2 separate regions of the Gossypium arboreum genome follow, and region 2 is linked to region 1. Evidence: chromatin contacts called from public Hi-C data. All regions are on one chromosome and are shown on one strand. Each heading gives the region's core, a stretch centred on a gene start, on an enhancer-like site or on the middle of the called end of the contact. The rest is flanking DNA. Distances are from core to core; before and after follow the strand shown. Region 1 holds the start of LOC108484372. Region 2 holds the start of LOC108485449 (sulfate transporter 1.3).

Region 1 (2,763 bases), core at 67-2,566:
TGTTTTTCCAATAGGACTTATTTTACTTTCTCTTGAATAAACAGACATTTAAGACCGGGAACTCAAGAGGCAGAGCATCTATGCAGTATCACCTACTGAAATCAATGTTTCATGGTCATTCCTTGAAACTAACTTAATATTGGGAGTTATCAAAAACCCAAGGTTCATGTAAGAAAAGCTCCCGTCCGTTCATTTGCACGGTTCCGGCTGCTATATCTTCAGCACGCTTTCTAGCTGCCTCAGCTTTCTTAGCTGATGTTTCTGCATCCTGCAAAATGACATGAATTGTAACATGAAAAAAACCTAAACTGAGTTCGAACAACCGATATGAAAAGGGAAGTAATTGAACAAAAATTAAGAAAACTGGACAATTTAGTTTCTTTTTAGGACTCTGCTGCCCCAAAAATTTTAATATAATATTAAATCGAAATTATCCAATGCTTAGTTCCATTAGTTTTGGGGCATAAACTGGAAATTAAATTCAACACATAATAAGAAAGTGGAAAATACGTAAAACCCTAATTGGCATTAAATCATTAGAAAGAAAAATTAAAGATTAAATACAGGAAAAATAGAGACAGAGAGGGAAAAGAAGGAGATACCTTTTGGCGCTTCCAAGCGAGGAATTGGGATACAGTAATTGGATTATTGGTTGGTTGTTCGTTCTCTTGCTTTCTCTGTTCTTCTTCCGCTCTCATTTTCCTTTTTCCTTTCTCTTTCCCCAAACGGAAAAACTCGTTTAATTTACACTGGTCTGGTGTTAAACGCCACCGTTCAGCATAAACATAACAACGTGCTTTCCTTTCTACTTAATAGATTATCTTATTAGATTAGAGATCTAGTTACATCGTTATGAATATTAATAAATACAATTTTTAGATTAATAAGATAAAGATATAAATTGGTTCTAAAATTTATATGCATTACAAATATAATTATATTTATAAATTTAATATTTAAATTATTAAAAATTAAATGTACAAATAAATATGAAAAGATGTAACCCTACCTTAATTTTACATCGATTTAAATGGATCATTCTCTTATTTTATTATCATTTAATTTTATATATTACATATGAAGGATATTTTGGACTGAAACCAGAGTTACCATAGTTTCCCTTGATGCGCTTTGAATAATGGAAAAGGTTCGATGAATCTCTAAATCGGATTCAAAGCTCCCGTTCTTCTTCTTTACTAATCTTTTTTCTCTCTCAGAAGTTGAAGAAGATGGTCGGCTGATATTGCTTGAATGATTTTGCTGCTTGGCTTTGGGCGTTTCTTTTTCTTGTTGAGTTTGATTGTCCCTAGGTGCTTTTATTATTTTGTTTATGTTGACAGCTGTGTTATTTTCTTTGTTGTTTGTCGTTTCATGTTACTGTACCTTTAGTTGATTTTGTGTGCTTTGCTTTTTCCTATTACAGCTGTGCTGAGTTTTCTCAATCTTTTTGTCTTGAGCCTTGTGCCACAATATCAGTCATATTCAAAAAAAACTTTATATATTACATAAATATATATATATATATTGTAATGTTAATGAATTTTAATATCATTTAAATATATATTTTAACTTCACAATATCGTGCTTAAAATAATTATTTTATTTTTCAAAACCATCTTTTGAAAGCATTTCAATTTTTTATGATACTTTTAAAAGTAATTTCTAACTTCAATGATAAACTAGTCATTAATAGAAATGACAACGAAATGAGACAAGGCAAGGCGATTTTTTTATTTGTATCTAAAGTTTTTAAAATTTTAAAATGCATTTACGTAAAATAATTGAGAATTTTAAAATTTTAAAAAGTTTTAAAAGAGGTGTAAATCAAATTCTATATTCAAAATTTTATTTAAAGAGGTTATTTTGAAAAAAAATTATAATTTTATTTCGTTTGTTACTTTTAATTCTACCATAAAATAAAATTTTTAAATTTTGTTGAATGAATCTTAGTTCAATTGGTATTAATATTATTATCATTATAAGAGGATGTAGATTCAATGCATTCAAGCATATTTTATCTTCAATATTGTTTTTAATTAATTTGTTTGAATAAATATTTTTTTAAAATATACACAATTGGTATTGAGTTTTATTTTATTTTTCAAAATAATTATTTTTCAAACTAAGGTTGTTTTGTGATTTTAGACATAGAAGATGTAGCTCTACTAATATGCCTTCCAACAAACGGTTTACCAATAACTAGGGGTGAGTATTCGATTGAGTCGAGTTGAATCGAGTCAAAAATTTTCGAATTAGTCGAGTTGACAAATCCTATTTTAGCAACCGAACTCAATTTGAAATTTTTTCGAATCGAATCGAATCGAGTCGAGTTAACGAATCCTATTATTTATACTTAATGTTATGTTTAGATGGAGCGATTATTTAACTAGTAGATGAAGTACAAGATTATTTAACTACATGAATAATATAATGATTTAGTCTTTTAACTTAATGAGTAAACATTTATCAAAACGACGAAGTTTTACTTTTTAACTTAATTATTTTGAATTTTAACTTTTAATAAAGTAAACATTTATCAAAACTACGTAGTTTTGTCTTTTCTTATTCGGATTTTCGGATAACTCGAATTGTATAATTTATATTCGAGTTAAACCGAAAAACTTAATTTTTTATTCGAGTTGATTCGAATAACTTGATTAACTCAAATAACTCGAACTATTTAATTCAAAATTTAAATTTTTTATCGAGTTTTTCAAATCGAATCAAATTTTACTCATCCCTATCAATAACAAAACCTAGTTA
Region 2 (2,763 bases), core at 121-2,620, 290 kb after region 1:
TCACTGATATTTATACTGAACTAAGCTTTCAAACTCAAACCTCGTACATGCTTACTTATCCTTTTTTTATTTCGCCTCTAATATGTATTTTAATAAATGTATATAAAAGATGTGAGATTTGTGTAATTCTGTCCAAGGCTTTCAAAATTCTCTTATATGTTAATAAATTTTAATTTTAAATTACATTGAAAAAATTAAATTAAAATTATATCTTGTTAAATAATCATTTAAACAATTTTCAATTAATACATTTAAAATAAATAAAATATTTTATAAATGAATTGAGAACATATCTTAAAACGACTTGAAAGTGCATGTTGAAATCGAATATTTTTTTAAAAAATTGATACATGGATAAAGAGAGTAAAACTACGGCCAAGAGGAACTAATAAAGGTAGTAGATGCGCAATAAACCCACTTCCAATGTGTGAGGGGAACCCACCCTTAAAGACGTCCATATTCAAACTAGTATTGGGTTTGGCATAGGCTGTGAGGGGAGACTTCAAAAAGTCGTTTTTTTGTCTTGTTTTGTAGTGTATGTTAGACTAGGGACTGAAAATGAAGTTGTTAAAGTAATGGCCATGCTTTCATCTCTGACTTTTCCTTTGCCCTTTCCCTCATTCATTCCGTCATTCAACCGAAGTTTTTTTATATTTACGTGTTTTAATCCCTCACGTTCGGTTGCCTGCAAATTTGGACTCAACCTATTCATTTTTCTTACATTATGGAAAATGAAAATTATAAATTATATTGAATTGAGACCCAATTGTGAAGTACTAAGTTTAAGGCAGGGGGAGGGGGAGGGGGAGGGGGAGGGGCTTTTGCCTCCTTGGTTGAAATGATTATATTGTTATTTTAATCCTCCTTAGAAAATTATAATTTATGCTTTTGGCCCTTGCTTCAAATACTGTATATCAAGGTTGGAGATACAGATAGAAAGCAATTCTGCCATTTTGTTGGTATACAGTCTGAGAAATGGAGACCCAAAGTGAGAAAGAAGAGTAACATTTGCTATGTAAAAATATTATAAATTTATATTTCTGGATAAAATATTATGTGTTGTAAGCATATGCCAAATATTATTAGAATCCACACATAATTTAGGTAAAATTAGATAACAGAAAGCCCAAAAGATCTTATTTTTATCTCTTACGAAAAGTTATTATTTTTTATTTCAACTTATTATTCTATATTCCTATTTTTATGGAAAAAAACAAGAAATAAATGAAAAATCCGAGAAAATGGCAAGAAAGTAAAAAGAAAGTAATGCGGGTTCAATGAACCTGGACCACATTTGGGTTCTCTCCCGGTGATCTAAGGTTTCTCCTGCCAATGGGTTTATTTGTTTAAAATCAATATATATATATTTAAAAGTGACAAGGCGAAATATGAGGACCATCAAGTGTGGAAAGCAAAAAGGTGAGCTTTTGAAGTGATTTTAAACGGTCCCTTTTTGGCATTTGCATGAAATAGAAATTCCTCTCTTTTTTTATTGCCCTTCTCTGTATGTTACTATTTATTGTCCTTTCTTTATACATTACTTTTTAGGGAGGTTTATATACAAATTCCATTTGAAGTAAGCTTTAGCTTTAGCCTTGGCCTTTGGAACTGGGGTGGGGCAAGGTGGGGTCTTCCACTATCAATGGCTTCTGTATGAGAGGAGGTGAGACACACAGACTTTGCTATCTTATCCTTTATTCTGATTCTATTAGTTTGGAACTTTCATATGCTTGTTGTTAATTATATGAACCATCTGGGTTCTTTTCTGGGTTTATAAAGCAGAAATTTGTAGTCATGGTATTGTAAATTGTGATTATAATTTCATGAAATTGGTGAGAGATTTTCTAGTTTGTTTTTGTTTCCATTTTTGCACTACAAGCCAAGAGATTTCAATTAATTATTCGTGTCCTTGGGTCCCCTAGGAGGGATTTTCAAAATGGGACCCTTAACAATACATCAACTAAGACTTTTATACAAATAAAACTGAAAAGTCTCTTCTTAATGTATGGCTGCTTGTGATTGACTGCAACTTTTTCCATCTTTTCCCATATAACATTAACAGAAGCCGCATCAAATCAGTTGTTCTTTGTGCTTGTATTTTTTGCAAATGAGCTTTTCATGATAATTAATAACAAGGAAATATACATAAAAAGGCACAGAGAAAGAGGTGGCTAAAGACTTAAAATTTCTGGTTTGTGCTTCCCAAACTGCATATTTTATTCTAAGCACCACATTTTTACAAGTAATTGCTTGCATCAATGACTAGATATTGAATGATCTATATGTTTATTTTGGTACCACTTCTTGTTTGCTGTTTATATAACATGTAAAAAGGATCCGGATATTGAAATTGATGCTATTCATATGATAATTTAGTAAGTGAAGATGAATGTTTATTTACTTTTGGTGATAGTATTTCTGTAAATTCTATTACCAGGAGACTCTTTTTTGCTTTTATTAAAATTTTACACTAGATTCATGCATTGTTGATGCTTAATTCTCTCTTTTAGCTTGTAAAGTTTGACCTGGAATCCTATTAACACTTATATAAGCAAGATCATATCAAGGATTTATCCAAGTTCAATAGGATTTTGCAATCTCTAAACCATTACTCCACTTTCTTTGGTTAGTTTAAGCATCTTCATTGTGTTCTAATGCCATGAACTATATTCAATTTCTTTGGATGGCTTGACATTTTGATGTTCTGTTCTTTAATATCAATGCTCTGTTTGTCTATTTTAGGGCTAAGAAACTAAATAAGTA

What was found. A called contact is a pair of places that touch in the nucleus more often than the background predicts.
Region 2: a Hi-C map of leaf shows a contact between it and region 1, with 2.5 times the contacts expected there. The contact joins the promoter of LOC108485449 here to the promoter of LOC108484372 in region 1. A contact is called at or near these places in 2 of 5 Hi-C or Micro-C datasets (both in leaf).

Annotation. Positions count from the first base shown.
Region 1 is chr6:137,626,200-137,628,962 of ASM2569848v2, forward strand. LOC108484372 reads right to left here and starts at 1,317. Exons shown (of 3, transcript XM_017788140.2): 1 at 1,111-1,317; 2 at 603-754; 3 at 1-268. The coding sequence starts at 698. The coding sequence ends at 134.
Region 2 is chr6:137,913,522-137,916,284 of ASM2569848v2, forward strand. LOC108485449 (sulfate transporter 1.3) reads left to right here and starts at 1,371. Exons shown (of 15, transcript XM_017789286.2): 1 at 1,371-1,419; 2 at 1,549-1,663.